Regions from separate parts of the Mus musculus genome. Here region 1 is linked to region 2. A link is a contact called in public promoter capture Hi-C data. All regions are on one chromosome and are shown on one strand. Each heading gives the region's core, a stretch centred on a gene start, on an enhancer-like site or on the middle of the called end of the contact. The rest is flanking DNA. Distances are from core to core; before and after follow the strand shown. Region 1 overlaps Chtf8 (CTF8, chromosome transmission fidelity factor 8). Region 2 overlaps Cdh3 (cadherin 3).

Region 1 (4,873 bases), core at 2,043-4,542, 350 kb after region 2:
GACCAGTCCCAGAGGACAAAACACCTGCCCTCATGTTGGGTCCACATCCAGGGACCATGGGGCCACCACTTCTAGGGTCAGGACTTGCTCCCAGAAGTCCGCCTGCCCTTGGGTTGGCCATAGGACCAGGTCCAGGAAGCCCTCCTAATCTGGGGTTAGACATAGGCCCTGGGCCTGGAAGAGCCCCTGTTCTAGGGTTTAAACCTGGTCCTGGTCCTGGTCCCAACAGGCCTCCTGGCCTTGGGAAGGAAACTGCACCTGTGCCAGTGGGATTCATCCCTCTTGGGAAAGAAGTCATGCCTGGGTCGCGAGCACCAGCAGCAAAGTGTGCTGGGTTTGACGCCAAAGAGCCTGATGGATTCTGAAAAGGAGCTGCATTCCTTGGAAATGGAGCCAGGTTTCCACCAAGAGAACCTGCTGCCATAAGGAAAGGATCTGAGTTCACACCCATTGGGTGGCCTGCGTTCATAACAGGCCCTCCGTCCAGCCGTCCTCGAGGTGGCAATGGAGCACGAGTCCAAGGAGTTGGTCGCTCTCTAGGGAAAATCCGGGGTTCTTTCATACTTTCTTGGGGACGTTGGTGATAATAGGCTTGGGGCGAGTTTTGAAAAGGATCTTGTTTTTGATGAGTGCTGTCACCAAGTACTGGGTGCCAGTCCCTCGACCGGGCTCATCACAGTCCTGCTTCCCAGGAGTGTGTTTGACAAGGACTGCAAAAGGTTTCTCCAGGTGGATGGTTTTCCCATACAGGATATGATGGCCCACGATCAGCACAGGGATTCCCTTTGGCAGAACAGAAGGAGATGCCTAAGGTTGAGGGCAAGGCCGTTCCTTTCAGGGGCCTTTTAAAGCTGCTCTTGCAGCAATGCTGGCACCTCCAGCCCCTGGTCTGGCTCTATCACTGTTAAAAAACCACATTGGCAATCCACCCTTGTGCCCTTTCATTCTTTGCAGCCCCACGTAAACAGCATTTCTACTTTTAGGACTCTAGCAGATTCCCAACGGCTCCATTCCTCTGCTACTCCAGAAGGTGGGGACAGCAAGCAGCTAGCTCTACAGACTGGCTAACCTGGAGCAACAAACCCGAGGACAGTCCTCACGCTGGGTCCTGGGAGCACCACCTTGGTGGAGCTTGCTTTACTGAGGCATAAGGCAGGGAAAGAAAAGCCCCCTCACCTCAGTGGTGTAATGTAGGTCTCCCAGGAGGTTTCCAGCTAATCCGGTGCTGTAGCGAGCCTCGATCTCCCCCTGTAGCTCCATCAGCACCCATTCTGCCAGGCCTTCAGCCCCCGTACTGAAAGTAAAGGGCTGGCGGTTACAATATTTTTGAGCGGTGAAGGATGAGTAGTGTCCTACACCTACACCACCATTAGAAGCCCAAAGGAACTCTGTTGAATACAAGTTCTCGGGAAACTGGGCAGTACTGAGAACTGAAATATAGATTGTAATGCAAGAATGTATAGAAGATGTACCTGAGGACCCTAATTCCTTCAGAAGAATGTAAAACCAGTATAGCCCTTAACACTCAAGCTAAGTAAAATCTTAAAATGTACTCACCTGGAAATAACAATTTGCACCATGAGCCTTCCTTCTTTAAAAATGCAACTGAAAAACTAGAGGGGGGGAAAAAAACCTTTTAGGATAGCAATAATTATAAATAATTATATTTATCACTTAATTGTATGATAGGCACTTTCCCCACTTTCAGACAGGTCTCTAGTGCACGCTACCCTTGAACTCCCTATGGCTGAGGCTGACCTTTAACTTCGGATTCTCCTGCCAGTCTCACAAATGCTAGGTCAGCATTCTGCCAACTGAGTTTTACACTTCCAGCCCAATGTGTGGCAGGAACTTAGAATTCTAAGTGCTTTTAAACATGTTACTCTATTGCTCTAGCAATGTCAAAAGGGTTAGGCTTTCTTGCTGTTTCTGAACATATAGATTACAGTTGTTAATGACAATCATTGGACTGGTGATCCACTCAGGTGTATTACAACAAATGGTAAGGCAATTTTTTTTTTTTTTTTTGAGACAGGGTTTCTTTCACTATGTAACTCTGGTGATCCTGAAACTGTGTAGACCAGACTAACCTTGACTCATAGAGATCCATCTGCCTCCCCAGTTGTGTGTTTAAAGGATTGTGCCACGTGCCTAGTAGTAAGCTGATTTCTAATGTAACTCAGCTACAGACTACCTTTCACTTAGCTGAGGGAGGGAGTTCCTGTATCTTCACATTATACAACAGCGCCACCAGGTGGCAATTTGGAGCACCCTAAAAGCCTGCTGCTAGCTGGCTTCATTTTCCCTTGTACCTGCCATTAACAGAGATTGAATTGGGGAATCAAAGCTACAGTGTTTGGTTGTCTCTTGAATGAGACAATATATAGTGTTACCAGTCATGGTACAAAAAGCCAACAGATTTTATAATTGTACTCAAAACGCAGAAAAAATATTAATCAGGATTTTTTTTCTGGCCTGGGGCTTGGTATAGCATATTCTTAACCTCAGCTTCTAGAGAGCTAGGTCGACAAGGGGCAGCTGCCATTTGAGGGGTTTCTTTACTGGTTCTTGTCGCTTTGGACCTCCAGTAGGCTTATATCATGACAGAACCTCTTTCCAGAGCACCAAACACACTGGGTCAGCAGTTAACATATTTTAAATGTTTACTATGGACTACATGCTATGCACATGTGTACATGGTATCTCAACCAACACAGCAACTCTAATGATAACCATTTATTCCTATTTTGCATTTGAGGCTACTGGGTCATATACAAATAAAAATCATGTATTCATATGTGGTACACACTCAACTAGAGTATAGAGAGCAAAGACAAGAAACTAGCCCATCTAGTTACTTAAAAGTCACTACTTAATTTTCCCTTCCTAAAGGACAGAACCAGGTATCAGCAAGAATGAAGAGGAATCAGGAGAGCGTGCAGCCAGGAACATGTGTAAGTGCTGTTCACATCAGCACAAGGGCACCAACACTAGATCTGTGAGCTAGTGAGTCTCTGTACCCAAAGAGGCTGTGGCCCTACCGAGAAAAGGCAAAGATCTTTGTGCTTATAAGACCCTTTGCAGAACTTAACTTTTGAGACCAGGTCCATCTTTGAATTTCCAATCCCTCTGTTTTAATCTCATACACTGGATCAAAAGCACTGAGTCCTGCTGCCAGAGCATCTCCAAAGTGAATCAATCCAAATTCAAAAGGCTGAGTTCCGGTTCCAGCTTGTAAGGTGGAAAGCTACTGTATGATCACGCTCAGGTCACTAAATGACTAGGTCGCTGACACCTAGATGATGACTCACTAGTGTGATGACTAAATATAACTCATGCAAGACTTTAGACTCCTATTGAGAATAGCTAATATTTTAGATTGGGAAGTAAGCAATTCAGCATTTGACAGTCTAACTTTGATTATAATTCATAAAGATTGTAAAAGGCCAAGGCTGCACAGACCAAGTTCTTTCAAATAAGCTTTTGTTGACTGATACTGTGTATGATGTGTAAGCTGCAAAAAAAAAGTGGCCTAAAAAAAGCAATAAAGAATTCACATCTGTGAACATCATATTCTAAACATGGGGAAGAAGATAATACTCTACGTCCTGGATCCAGGAAGATGGCTCAGACATGCGAGTATGAACACCTGAGCTCCACTCTCCAGTGCCCATGAAGACACTAAACATACAGCACTAGCATCTGCAACCGCAGTGGCTTTCTGAGACAGGAGGCAAAGGAAAACTCCAAAGCCTGAAGGGTTGCAGTGGAACCAAGACTTTGTGTCTCAGGCAGAAGACAAGACTGATACTTACTGACCTCTACACATGCACATATGCTACACACACATACCAAAATACGCTTCCTGAAAATTTCAATTTTCCTGTGCTTTTTATCCACAGGAAATAGACAGTATGGCTGCCAAATTTTCTCAGTGAATTCTCTGCTTCCTGGACAGACTATCAGAATAAGAATTCACAATGAACTAAGAAAAGCAGACACCTGACCTCTGATTTGGGGTAGCACTTGCAAACCTACCCATGCAGGTTCAACTGAAAACATACATCTTTATATACAGCTGCAGGAAGCCTTGCCTGAGTTATTTCTATTGATCCTGGCAAACACCTAGCAATGCCTTGGAAACAGTAACTGTGTGGCTTACAGCCTGGCCATTCTGTTGCTGTACCCCATCAACCCTGTAAAATGTTTTATGCTAAATCAAATTAGGTGACTTACACGGATATAAAAGGAAATGTGTCAGTCTAGCTTAGAGACACCTGTATATCCATATGATTATACCTATGTGATCTCTCTGTGTGTGTGTGTGTGTGTGTGTGTGTGTGTGTGTGTGTGTGTGTATCTCAGGGCTTGAGATTTCCTGTAGCATCTATTACTCCTGTTCTTGCTCCTTGAGGTCACCAGAAAACTGTCCATGGGGCTAGCTTACATATTGATTTGAGAGCACAACCGACAGAGGTAACAGGAGTATGACCACGTGTCCCAATTAGCATACATTTTATTCAAAGGGTCTCAAAAGCCAGGTGTGGTGCTATGCATCTGTAATCCCTGCCCTTCAGGCTGAGGCAGGACAACTCAGGAAGACCCTGTCTCCAACAACAAAGGTGGGTGTGAGGGAAACTTAAAAAGAGGTGAAGCCTCGTACAAGCAGAACACCTACAATCTGAGAACATGTTTCCAAGTAGAAAAAAAATTTAAACATAATATTAGGCTGCTAGTATCAAATGTCAAGATTTCTCAGTTTTCGGGCTATTCATCTGCTAAATCAATGCAAAGATTCCAATATCTGAAGCACTTGTGTGAATTTCCAATGCTGTTTAAGAAGCCAAATTCTGGTAATAGTAACAAATAACAA
Region 2 (4,568 bases), core at 1,182-3,681:
GATTTTCTACAGCATCACAGGGCCTGGCGCAGACAGTCCCCCCGAAGGAGTCTTCACCATAGAGAAGGAGTCGGGCTGGCTGTTGTTGCATATGCCACTGGACAGGGAGAAGATTGTCAAGTACGAGGTAAATAGCCTTTAGCTCCCAGTGTAGACACATTTTTCTGAGGCAGGCACAAGGTCTGGGGAGGTGGGGACACTAGCTGACCCCGGACCTCTGTGCCCACAGCTTTATGGCCACGCTGTATCTGAGAATGGTGCCTCTGTAGAGGAGCCCATGAACATATCCATCATTGTGACAGACCAGAATGACAACAAGCCCAAGTTCACTCAAGACACCTTCAGAGGGAGTGTTCTGGAGGGAGTAATGCCTGGTAAGAAGGGTGGGGAGGGGCTATTCTGGACCAGGGGTGAGTCCAGATGGAGTTGGGGTCAGCTTCTGTAAATCAGCCCAGACCTTCATGGCTGTGTGGCCGATCTGCTCATCCTATTCCCTGTGTGCCCCATGAGTCCTGGTCAAGCCTTCCCTGCAGCAGGTTCTGGCATTTACATTTGAAACCTTCTGCTCTGAGCTCAGCCAGCCTTAGGAGCTGCAGAAACTCAGGCTTGAGTCTGAACTTTGTCTCTTTACTGCCTGTGACCATAGGCATGACCTCTGGGCTTCAATCTAAATGGGAGGAGTATCAACCTTAAAATACTACAGGGATTAGAAATAGCACATGCCACTGACGGTGTGGCTCAGGGGTAGAACACATGCTGCGTGTATGACAGGCCCTGGGCACCAGCAAAGAAAGAGAGACAGAGTCAGAGACAGACAGAGAGACAGAGAGAGAGCACAAGCTTGCCCATGCATCGTGTGTGTACTGCATACTGTGGAGCACCCAGCCGGAAGTTCTGCAGCCAGGAACTTGGGGTGATTAGAGTGTGATTTGCAGAAACCGAAGTAGGTTGCCATCCCTAGGGCAGAGATGACGAGAGGGGAATAGATTCTGCTCGGCAGCAGGTTCCGGGAGACAGAAGGGGCTCTCTTCCTGTTTGGAGTGCTCTGGACTGCCCACCACTTGGCTTTTCAGAAATGAGTTGACCAGAGATTGCCAATAACAGAAATTCCCACTACTAAAACATTGATTTTTATTTTTTTGATTTTTTTTGGTGACAAGATCTCCCCCTATAGCCCAGGCTAGCCTCAAAGTTGTGATCCTCCTGCCTTAACCTCCTGAGTCCAAGCCTGCACCAACACTGTTGGTCTTACTGTATAGCTCTGGCTAGTCTGGAACACACCATGTAGATCAGGCTAGCCTTGAACTCACAGAAAATCACATGCCCCCCACCTCCCGTGGCTGAGAAGACAAGTGTGCACCACCTGCCCAGCTTTTAAGTCTTCTATTTTGTTGTGTGGTGAGTTTGTTCATTTGAAACATAGTGTAACTATGTAGCTGTGTAGCCTTGGTTGGTCTGGAACTTACTATGTAGACCAGGCTAGCTTAAACAGTCCAAACAAGATGAAAACTTGGTTTTTTCCTTTGGTTATACTCAGAAAGCTTAGAAGCAGTTGATCCAGGTGCCAGTGGGGCTTCAGTTAAAGGGCAAGGGATTCCTGTCTTGTTATTCTGTTTTGGCCTCTGTTTCCACAGTTAGCTCTCGTGGCTGCTAGAGCCATTACATTTAGTCTGTGTGTGTGCGCGCACGAGCGCGTGTGAACAACAACTTCGTTACTATTTGTTTAAGACAGACTCTCCCTACTCCATAATCAAGGCCAGGCTTGAGCTTACACACAGCCCTCCTGCTTCAGCCTCCCGAAATTGGGATTACAGGCTTGAGTCACCAGCTACAAGTACATTCTTTTTTTTTTAAATTAACTTCCTCCAAACATGTATGTATCCCATTATCAGAAGTCATTGCCATGGTCACCCCACTGCTGGAAGAATGGGAGATAGTGTTTGTCCCCAGGGTCTGTGAGCGGCCTAACCTGAGCATCCAGTTCCCTGCAAAAAAAGACAGGATGGCAAGTTCCAGGAAACAGGCTGCCACCCAGCAGGGGTGCCGGGCAGAAATTCACAGGGATCCAGAGCCGGCAAGGCTGCCTCTGGGCTGAGAGGGAAAGGTGCTCAGTGTTCCCTCCCCCCCCCCAACCCCCCAACCCCGGCAGGCACTTCTGTGATGCAGGTGACAGCCACAGATGAGGACGATGCTGTCAACACTTACAATGGGGTGGTGGCTTACTCCATCCATAGCCAAGAGCCGAAGGAGCCACACGACCTCATGTTCACCATCCATAAAAGCACGGGAACCATTAGCGTCATATCCAGTGGCCTGGACCGAGAGGTGAGTAGCCTTCGGGAAGGTACTACCCTCAGAGGCCTGACTCAGAGTGGAAACCTGTGCCTGCCCCAAGGTCAAGGCAGGGCAGTGGAGACCAGGATCACCTGGATTGGCTTGGCTGCTGCTGCGTTTACCTCTGCTATTCCACATCCTTTGGGCTAGTGGCCTGCTGGCTAGATCCCCTGGGGGTGAGGAGGCAGCTGTAAAATGTGGGCTTTTGAGCTTTTCTCATTTCCTGTCCGAACGGCTCATTTAGTTTGCATGTCGCCTGGATTTGTCCCCTGTGGGCCACAAAGTAGAACTAGCTCCGTGGATATTGGAATTACCTTCTGTTTCCTAATTAATATCAAGTTCCTGTGTGGAGCAGCTGAAGGTTGAGTAGTGCCTGGGTTTCCCCAGGATAGCCCAGGAGAGCTATTGGGCTATCTACTGCCCCTCCCTCCCCCAGTCATATATAATTGTACCTTCCCTGGAAGTGGGTAAGGGGTGAGCCAGGGAATTGAGAAACAGCGAAAGTGGGGAGGGGCTGCTGCTCCCACCTCTGTACCCCAAGGCAGTTTCTCGTTACCCAGGTGGCCGGCCTCTCGCATCGGACTAACTGTGAGCTCTTTGCTCCTTTCTCCCCTAGAAAGTCCCTGAGTACAGACTGACCGTCCAGGCCACAGACATGGATGGAGAGGGCTCTACCACGACGGCAGAGGCCGTTGTGCAAATCCTTGATGCCAACGATAACGCTCCGGAGTTTGAGCCGCAGAAGGTAACGCCCCTTCTTTCCTGCGTGCGACATCACATGAAGGACTGAGGTTGGCTGCTTCTCAGAAACCGACCCATGCTACCACCAACCGAGTCCCAGACCTGTCGCTTGCTGACTGTGTAGCCTTAAGTAAACTGCCTAGCCTCTCTGTGCCCAGTTTCTTAATCTCTGAAATGGAGATAATGATAAATACTGGATCCACTGTTGGGACATTTTGGAGAAATGATCTGTGGACAGTTCTTTCCAGTCTTCAGGTGATACGGGGCTTGGTGTGGAAACATATTTACCTCATATCTGTCCTGCCCATAAGTACTTACATAGCTCCTGGGACAGGAAGCTCAATGCCAGGACTGGAGAGGGGCAAGAACCCAGATGGCCTGAGTTTGAGCCCCAGGGCTCACTTGGCAGAAGGAGAGAGCTGACCTTGCCCTTGGACTTTTACAAATTTACCACGGCACCCACACCCACCCCTACCCCCTGCCCCATTTGTACATGCAGTATAATAATTAAAAAGAAAAAAAAGTTTCAAATCAGTTAAGGTGACCCGGCACCCCTGCATGTGTTTGCAGACCTAGCTTTGGACTGTTACCTAGGCCTCCTTAAAAATTAGCCCTAGGGACACTGCCCTGATTGTGAAGTGTTGACTATGCAAGCCTGGTACCTGGGTAAAAAGCCACCTGTGGTGGCCCCCACTCATCTCCATTGTTGGGGAGGTGGAAGTGGGGTTCCTGGGGCTCCCTGGCTTGTGTCAGGAAATGCGGTGGACAGCTTCTGAGGAACTGTAATTACCTGAAGGCGTCCTCTCGCATGCTGTAATTACAATGTTGGGGGCGGGGGGAATAATGACAGGAGCATCAGGAATTCAGGGTCCTCTTCCACTCCATGTCAAATTCAGGTCCAACCTGGGCTACATGAGACTATCTTTTAAAAAAAAACAGACAAACAAACAAAAAACCTATTAAAAAAGAACCAAAAAACTATTCCCCCATCTGTTACCTGCCCCCAAACTTCCTAGCCAGTGCCTGCAGCACAGTGAGGCACCTGTCCTTGTCATCTTCTTCTTGGAGCCTCTGCTCTCTGCCAACTGGGTGGCTATGCACAGCTGGGTTTGTGTACCCAGACTGGGGAGAGTCCCAAGCTTCAGGACCCCTGGAGAAGGAAAGTTGGTCCAGAATCTGTGACCTTGTCCCCAGAGCTGTGCTGATGGTTGGGATTGTCTTTCTGTGCCTGCGAGTGTCCTGGAAATCTTTACAGGTCAAAAGTCCAGACATGTGAGCAGGCCACGGGGCTTCCCAGCAGTGACAGAAGCTTCCCAGCTGCCTGCCCGGAGGGACAGCTCCTCGCTCTGTTCAGATCTCACCGTGTCCCGCCCCTCTCTCCCCACAGTATGAGGCTTGGGTGCCTGAGAACGAAGTGGGCCATGAGGTACAGAGGCTGACAGTGACTGATCTCGATGTCCCCAACTCGCCAGCGTGGCGTGCCACCTACCACA

What was found. Promoter capture Hi-C pulls out the DNA fragments that hold promoters and counts their contacts.
Region 1: a promoter capture Hi-C map of trophoblast stem cells shows a contact between it and region 2, with 4 times the contacts expected there. The contact joins two enhancer-like sites. A contact is called at or near these places in 18 of 39 promoter capture datasets (the 3T3-L1 cell line, the C10 cell line, the HPC-7 cell line and 7 more), 1 of 15 datasets of contacts at CTCF or cohesin (embryonic stem cells), 18 of 484 Hi-C or Micro-C datasets (CD4 T cells, CD8 T cells, the HL-1 cell line and 8 more), 4 of 115 datasets of contacts at active chromatin or transcription factors (the 230-238 cell line, acute myeloid leukemia, embryonic stem cells and 1 more) and 1 of 9 other capture datasets (embryonic stem cells).

What each region holds. Positions count from the first base shown.
Region 1 is chr8:106,885,744-106,890,616 of GRCm38.p6, forward strand. It overlaps Chtf8 (CTF8, chromosome transmission fidelity factor 8), which reads right to left. Exons shown (of 4, transcript NM_145412.4): 2 at 1,558-1,613; 3 at 1,177-1,294; 4 at 1-783. The coding sequence starts at 1,580. The coding sequence ends at 559. Derpc (DERPC proline and glycine rich nuclear protein) reads right to left here. Exons shown (of 3, transcript NM_001378379.1): 2 at 1,558-1,613; 3 at 1-783. The coding sequence starts at 562. Among named protein-coding and RNA genes, the nearest start is that of Chtf8, 5.4 kb to the right of the region's middle. Within about 2 kb of position 3,293, at least 20 of the 459 cell types and tissues checked have an H3K27ac peak or open chromatin away from gene starts, as enhancers often do. A contact at or near this core is called in trophoblast stem cells, where this site is marked.
Region 2 is chr8:106,536,845-106,541,412 of GRCm38.p6, forward strand. It overlaps Cdh3 (cadherin 3), which reads left to right. Exons shown (of 16, transcript NM_001037809.5): 5 at 1-127; 6 at 230-374; 7 at 2,150-2,325; 8 at 2,951-3,079; 9 at 4,463-4,568. Among named protein-coding and RNA genes, the nearest start is that of Cdh3, 28 kb to the left of the region's middle. Within about 2 kb of position 2,432, at least 9 of the 459 cell types and tissues checked have an H3K27ac peak or open chromatin away from gene starts, as enhancers often do. A contact at or near this core is called in trophoblast stem cells, where this site is marked.